Linked DNA regions of Lactuca sativa: region 2 is linked to region 1. The links are chromatin contacts, called in public Hi-C maps. All regions are on one chromosome and are shown on one strand. Each heading gives the region's core, a stretch centred on a gene start, on an enhancer-like site or on the middle of the called end of the contact. The rest is flanking DNA. Distances are from core to core; before and after follow the strand shown.

Region 1 (4,050 bases), core at 244-2,743:
CCGGGCTACGGCCCGATGCAGTATACAGTATATGTGTTTATGCTATTTGATATGTTTATGCTATGCTATTTTCAGTCAGTTTCGGTCCGATGCAGGGGTCAAGGCCCCAGTCAGTTCCGGACTCCGGTCCGATGCAGTTAGTTCTGGACTTTGGTCCGATGCAGTTTCCGGACTTCGGTCCGATGGAGTCAGTTCCTGACTTCGATCCGATGCAGTTTTCGGACTTCGGTCCGATGCAGTAGGCAAGGCCCAGTGTGTGTTTTATATGCATTGTATGGTATGTGGTAGTTTGGGGGAGCTCACTAAGCTTCGTGCTTACAGTTTTAGTTTTGGTTTCAGGTACTTCCGCAAGTAAAGGGAAGAGCTCGGAATGATGTCATCGTACACACCACAACTTCAGTTTTTGTCCTGGGAGTTTGTTTTGATTCTTAGTCTGATTTGATACAGTTGTTTCACGACATTTTATTATGATTTGAGATATTTGACGTATGGTTTTATGATATGACGTTCAGTATATGATTTTTTATTATTATTAAAACAAAAAATTTTGGGTCGTATTTTTGGATGTTACATAACCTATATTGTTTTTTTCTTTAGATACTATCATTGATTTATTGACATACACCAGTAAGGAGAAGGAGACTGGTGAAGGTTGATGTAACATCAATAGACCATGAGTTAACGACAATGCATGCGATTAGGTCAAAGGTTAATTCAAAAGGCATATGGTTCTACATCTCGAGCTTAATTATTGGGAGAAATTGGTGTTTGAAGTAATGTTTGAACATCAAATTTTATAATAACAATCATAGTTTGGCGAGATTCATTAGTAGTCTCCACATGTTGTCATGACGAAACCAAAAATATTTTGAGGGTCTTTGAAATTGCATTATAAGCTTGTTAAGTACCAAACGTAGTTTAAGAAATGTTTAAATTAGTTTATATTGTACCGAAAAGTAAAAATTTGATAATTTGTTTATTAACGAGTTATTTTTTTCATTCCGAACAATCAAAATGGTTATTAAGGACACCATAACACAAAAAACCATAATAACAAACTATATTTTATGTAATAAAAAATTCAAATTAACTTATCATGTGAAGCTAATTTAGATAAAAAAAAATCCCAAACATCGTTTAAAAACCGTACTTTGATTTATTGTGTATCATTGCTTGCATTGTAATTAATAAATCTTTGTTATTATAAAGGACTTCTAGTACAAAATGAGTTTGAAGTATATATCACTTGGGTTTTGGGTTTGATTTTTATAAATATTATAGTTTGCTTTCAATCATGATTAGAATTATATTTCTTGATTTGTTATGATATTGTCTAGGTTTTCATTTTTTAAGTTTTCTAAATTTTATTTTTGAATTAACGCGTGAAGGTATAAAAAGTAATTTACCCTATAGAAAAATCGTGACGCGGATGTAACTAATAAAATAGTATAGGGACTGAAAGTGAAAATAGATAAGAAAACAGGGGGTTCGACCGCGGAATTCGTCGTCACAACCGCGGTTTTTGTCTCTCATGGCAGAATCTGCGTTTCCGTCATCCGTGGGTTGTTAAAGTCGTCTCTCTATCTACGCATTCGGGATTTTTGAAGCCGTAATAACTGTCCATGACGGCTGATTTCTTCGATTAGCAGGTTCGATCCTTGATTTTTTATACTCTCAGGTTTACGTTTTTAGGTCTTAGGGTTTTTTTTTCTTCAGATCATTTTTCTCATAGATCAATTAATTTTTTTATAGTAGATGTTTTTGGAGTCCGAAATTGAATACGTTTCGATAATGGATGCTTCATTGCTGTGCTTCTTAGCTGTAAAGCTTGGAGATTCGCGTTACAATTTTGATCCCTCCCATTTTTTTGTTTTAAACTGGGTGATCAATTTGGGTTGTAATCTGTGATACAATAAAGGTTAAGAAATTAAGAAGTGATTAATTATGTCTACTAGAATCAGTGATAGAATGAAATTTCAATTCAAACGAAGACAATGCTCTTGATCCGTTGATCCAACTAAAATTGTAGAATTCCGCTTGAGAATTGCTTTTATGATTTAATACAGAATTCAAGGCAACAGTCTTAGCTGCTCAGATGATATGAATTCTGAAATTGTGTAGTACTTAGTCATGAATTATCTAGGTTAAATTCAGAATTCCAAAATATATTCATCCCATGACTTCTGAAATTGATGATGCTCAATGTTTTTAGTTTCCGTTTTGAGATGACCCACATAAGGTGCAGATTTATAATAATATTCCCAATTTTATCGTCTTTTTTCTTGAAATTTCAGGTGAGACACACACAAGCTCAAGTGTCCAAGAAGGCTAATGCAGATTCATGTTTATATTCAAAAAACCTGAACTCTGCTTTAGCTGAACTTGCTTGATGAGTTGATGTGGTTTTAACTGAAGGATTGATTCACTATATTCCATTAACAAACAGTTCTCAAAGTCATTTCTCCCAGTGATTAGGGTAATATTGGTATAGAAGTGTTGATAAGAAGTGCACCATGGAGATTTTCTGTTGAAATCAAGATAGATTAGGTTGTGTATAGGAATTAGGAACAAACACAATGGGTTCAATACATAAACAAATCTTCATACTCTTTCTCTTTTCACTAGTTCTATATACAACTTCTGCTACATCAGATTCAGAAAACAAGACTACTACTACAGAGAGGCTAATAACTGCTCCATTGAAGGACACCATAGGAAGTGTTATAGATGGAAACAACTTAGGTGAAGTCTTTAACACCATTAACGAAGAACTTGATGGAAAAAAGAGTGGAAACTCAAACTCAAACTCAAACAACAGGGTTTCAGTGACCACTGTTGCTCTGTTTACATTAGCCATGGCTGCTGCTACTGGTTTGGGTGCTTTGCCATTTTTCTTTGTTGAACTTGATGCTCAATGGGCAGGAATATGTAATGGAATGGCTGCAGGAGTTATGTTAGCAGCAAGTTTTGATTTGATACAAGAAGGAAGAGATCATGGTAGTGGTAGTTGGGTTGTCATGGGTATTTTGACAGGTGGCATCTTTATCTGGCTATGTAAACAGGTATGTACTGAATCTATAACCTCATTTAAAACTTATCTTTTGTGGGTATTATTACATTTTTATTATTTTTATAGTTTCTTGAGCATTATGGTGAAGTGAGTATGTTGGACATAAAAGGAGCAGATGCAAATAAGGTTATTCTTGTAATTGGGATCATGACACTTCATTCTTTTGGGGAAGGTTCTGGAGTTGGAGTATCTTTTGCTGGATCAAAAGGTCTTTCTCAGGGTCTTTTGGTAACTTTGGCTATTGCTGTTCATAATATTCCAGAAGGGTTAGCTGTTAGTATGGTTCTTGCATCAAGAGGAGTCTCTCCACAAAATGCTATGTTATGGAGTGTAATTACATCTTTGCCCCAGGTATAATACTAATACCCTATTACCCTTTTCTTTAAATAATTGAAAGTTTCAATCTTTGATATTTTATGTTGATTATATTTTTATTTTGACAGCCTATTGTAGCAGTGCCTTCGTTTATATGTGCTGATGCCTTCAATAAAATGTTGCCATTTTGTACGGGGTTTGCAGCAGGGTGTATGATCTGGATGGTTGTTGCTGAGGTTCTTCCGGATGCATTTAAGGTAATCGGAAGAATGGAATTGGATTCCTTTCAACCTACCATGGAATGGAATCTCAAATTCCAATTCCAATTCCACAAGATTCTTAATGAAAAATATTTGAACGGTTTCTTTCTGTCTTACTTTTATAGGAAGCATCTCCATCTCATGTTGCATCAGCAGCCACTCTTTCAGTTGCCTCCATGGAAGCTCTTGGAGCCATGTTCCAAAATTTCGGCCTCAATTACAAGTAAGTTACTTTTCCTGAATTATTTTGAGTTCAATTTTTTTTTTTTTAATTTCTTCAATTTAAATTTTTTTTAACAAAATTTTCTTAAATGTAGTTCAGAAGGCGCATCCGGCTTCCTAGTCTCCTTACTCTTTGGTCTGGGTCCATTACTAGGCGGCAACATCCTGGTGGCCTTTGCCCTC
Region 2 (4,278 bases), core at 1,768-4,267, 320 kb before region 1:
TGCGATTGCCTATATTCATTACATTATTATATCCACCAAAAAAACAAAACACATGTTTATAAAAATTCATAGTAAGAATATATATTTTAATACCATTTCATATTGTTGCATAGCCTCCTCTAATTTTTCTTCTTTGAACAAAGAATTTCCATCCATTCTTCTTCTATCGGCTGCACTTATTCTCTCTTCTACTGTCATATCACTACGAGCTTTTCCCTATCAGAACATCCGTATTTATGAGACAAATAAAAATGACAACTTTAACCCCACAATGATTTCAAATTCTTGGTGGGGCATATCAAATGTTAGAAAAACCGTTGTATTTCACATGTTTTCATGGAAAAGCAAAAAAGTTCTCAAAGAAACTATTTGGGATTTGTAAGTTTTCCATGAAAACCGTTTTATAATTTTCTTTTTAACCATTCTATATTAAGATAAATTATATATTTTGGACATTTTTATGGAAAAGCTTGTAAGAGTGTATAAAAATAAGGGCTATTTTTTGACTTTTTCCAATTTTATTATGGTTAAAGATTCTAAAATGGCTTTCATGAAAAATTTACAATTTTCAAAAGGTTTTATTGAAACATTTTCTTTATAATGCGTTTATGTAAAAACGTCCAAAATGTAAGGGCTTTTCCAACATTTCCCCTTTTTAGGGTATACATAGAACCACCTATCTAGTAGGCCCATTTGTTACACATGAAATGACAAGACTAGATAGACAACCTTGTACTGTGTTTGGCATGCATTGGACTGATACTGGTATTGAGATTGATGTAGTGCATTAAAAAAGATGGAATAATGTAAGACATGGATTTAAATAAGTTAACTTACTTCTTTTGTTTCATCAAAACCGATTAGTTCAACTTCATAGATGATATTTGCCTTAGGTGGCACATTTGGAAAAGAAAAGTTTCCTTCTTCACCATACCCTAATTCCCAACCCACATGTAACACAGCTCGCTCCCCCGATTTCATGGAGCTCAGGCCAATGGCCAATCCCGTCATTTCCTTTTTCTCTGGCATAAAAGAACAGGGTCAAAAAGGTCCAAGTTTTTTCATGAGACCACAATTTAAGTCAAAACAAGTGATTTGGCTTTCTTAGACTAATCTTTCTTGTAAAAATGTCAAAAGGGTACACATTAGTTTCCAAGAATAAGCATTTTTGACAAAGTGTGGAAATACTCGATACAAATGCCAAAAAGTAAGCCACTTAACTATATTCTATAGTCATTAAATCATTGTACTTTTTTTTTTCGATAATTCAAGAAAAACCATTTACATAAGTTAAAAGGTGAGAATTGTTTGATGTATTTATACCTTTCCCTAAGACCAATTCAACTAGTTGTAGCTCTTGCCAGGTGTCTTCAAACTTGTGTTGGGTACTTTCAGTCCATGCTTTGTAGTGCACTACAATAATCGACATGCGGTTATACTAATGTTGTATGGATAAATGAAATGATGTTTAAAAAAATATTTGTAAAAAAAGAAAGCACACTTGGGGAAATGGAAGGAAAAACAAACGAGGGAAAATTTTGAAAAAAGTTGGACTTAGTGGGGAAAGACTCCTTTCTTTAACTTAATCTATTAAGTCATTGTTTTCATTAAGTAAAAAAGAAACACCCATATATGAATCTTACTTCCTATTTCTCACAAGTCAAAAATATAAAAATGATCGTTTTTATTGAAAAAAAAGGCCATAAAAACAGGGAACTTACAAAAGCATGTTGAATATTTTGATGGTTTGACACCATGTCCTTCCTTAATGATTTGCTTTGTAACTTTTTCATGGAGGATTTCCACTTGAGAATCAACTTTTGGAGGACCTTTATCATCTTCAGAAGCTCCTCCATGCACAAATGAAGATCCTTCCATCACAATCTCTGGTTCATCATCTTGTTGAGTTTCATGTGTCATAGAAGAGCCATTAGACATCATCTCATTTTCACCATCTTCACCTGTAATTTATATATAAAAGCTTACATAACAATCATATATTTATAAACAGGAGTTCCAATTTAACATTTTTGGTCAACTATCAAACTGGGATACTTTCTCAACAAAGGAATATTATCATAAAAATGGAAGATGATAAGAGATTTTGATGGATTACCAACTGATTGAATCGGCTGCTGTTGCACTTCCTCCATTTCCAAGATTACTTCCTAGACTTCTTTCAACTAAATGAGAACCTCGAGTTTGAACTGAAACAAATTCCCAATCAAATTACATAAAATTAAAAACCCAAATAACGAAAACCTACATTCACAATCGCAATCGCATCTCCAATTACAGTTACAATATACTCGAATTGGCAGTTTACACTGCAAATGGAACCAATCTCCTTCGATAATAAGAATATCTTAAATGAAGTACTTGTTTTTATATCGATTTCCTCCCTTTTTCTACATTTTGCTGAAGTTACGAGAGCATAAAGATAATCATGATTTATAGTTTAGTGCGATTTGAACTGAAATCTTACCTACTTTTGAATTAGAATTTCCGGGGTTTATCTTTACTTGCTTAGAGGGTGTTTAGGATTTGCTTATTTAACCAATTAAGCAATTTTTGATAAAAAGAAAATTGGGATTAAAACCAAACCAAAGATCAGGAATTCGATTAAACCACGTATCAGACAGAAATGAACCTCTATATTCAAAATCTAACAAGAAATTCATGTGCACCATCGATTCCAGAAAATAATAAAAAAATCATATGCTTACCAACCCAGAAAAAGAAAGCGTGACCTACCAGGTGATCGGAGAATGAGAAGATTGCAGCCGGCGCCGGAGATGGAAGGTCTGGAGCGGAGAAGGGAAAATGGTCGGTGGTGTGGGAAGATGCAGGTGAACGTTGTGAAGAACTGTAAGGAGGCTGTGAACGACGAGTATAATTCTATAAGCTATTTCAAAACTCAATCTCGAATACTCTCTTACTTTGTAGTGATCGAAGAAGATTTGATAGTATGTGTGTGTGTTTTGACCAAATAATTCGCTTGGGGGTTTTAAATTGATTGTGCTGCGGCCTGCACATGCGGAATATGCACAATCTAGAAGGCGAAACTTTGGGACATTTTACATTTCGGCCACCATTGCTTAACATATTTTCGGTTCTTTCACTTAAAAATCATGTTCATTTTACATTTTGATTTTTGATATTGTATTTTCTTAATCATAAAGATTTAGTTGCAAATTTAACTAAAACATATGTTTGTTTCATGTCTTATATGTTTCTTAATTGTTGAGCAGGTAAAAAGTATGTCACTTTCATATATGATCCTAGGTGACATATATTTATACCGAATTGAACATTTATGTAGATTTGTATTCATTATTGTATTTGTATTTCTTCTCTAAGAGTCATGTGGTTTCACATATTGGTTTAAATGATTCATCATCTCTCATAGTGGTTTAAGCAAATCATGGAAGATTTTCTTTAGGAGATGTTATTATAGAAAATCTTCATTGCATTGTTTACAACACTCTCAAATGATGAACCACTAGTGTAACACCTTAATTCTTTTTACAACAAAAATTAAAACTTTTATATAGGTCCCTTTTTTAAATGTTAAATATGATAGTAGCACTTCATTTAAAAAATGTTCCTTCGTCGTCACATAAAACATAATGCTTTAGAGTAATAGCGAAAGTCTTCTTAAAAAAGTTTTTAAAACATACCGAACATATTAAACTTAATGCAGATGGTGGTCAGACCATTTTTTTTTCCTTTGTTCACCCCGAAAGGTCTTGCAAATATTAATAAACAACAGGTAAGCTTAAAACTTAGTGAGTAAAAATACTTCTCACATAAATCTGAAATACATATTATTGGTACCAACATTATATTGTCACTTCCTATTATAATAGGGTCACTTATAACAAACTGAGATGTAACATCCTAATTTTTAACATAAAATTTTCATACTCTAAAGACCTATTTGTCATTAAAAGATCACCACCATACATTTATTAATATAAAAGAAAGTTTTAGTGGAAGTCTAAAAACATAATTATTTCTTGGATGCGAGTACAATTATGCTGGAGCTTTTTTAGTTTCCACGATTAGAAGAACAACCTGAAAAACATTTATTCAACAATTGTAAGTCAATGCTTAGTGAGTTTTCCAAAATCTCACATATCACAATATATATATATATATATATATATATATATATATATATATATATATATACAATGCATTTGCATAAAGACCTTCAGTATAAAGCTGGTCCGCTTGACTATCTTGGCCTTTAGTACAAATTGGTTCCTCATCAAC

The links. A called contact is a pair of places that touch in the nucleus more often than the background predicts.
Region 2: a Hi-C map of seed shows a contact between it and region 1, with 4 times the contacts expected there. The contact joins the promoter of LOC111908303 here to the promoter of LOC111908302 in region 1. A contact is called at or near these places in 2 of 4 Hi-C or Micro-C datasets (leaf and seed).

What each region holds. Positions count from the first base shown.
Region 1 is chr1:163,940,982-163,945,031 of Lsat_Salinas_v11, reverse strand. LOC111908302 (putative zinc transporter At3g08650) reads left to right here and starts at 1,493. Exons shown (of 6, transcript XM_023904124.2): 1 at 1,493-1,649; 2 at 2,295-3,062; 3 at 3,137-3,421; 4 at 3,514-3,642; 5 at 3,771-3,868; 6 at 3,963-4,050. The coding sequence starts at 2,577.
Region 2 is chr1:164,261,452-164,265,729 of Lsat_Salinas_v11, reverse strand. It overlaps LOC111908303 (peptidyl-prolyl cis-trans isomerase FKBP42), which reads right to left and starts at 3,017. Exons shown (of 8, transcript XM_023904126.3): 1 at 2,755-3,017; 2 at 2,117-2,207; 3 at 1,722-1,961; 4 at 1,324-1,413; 5 at 838-1,022; 6 at 94-216; 7 at 1-9. The coding sequence starts at 2,153.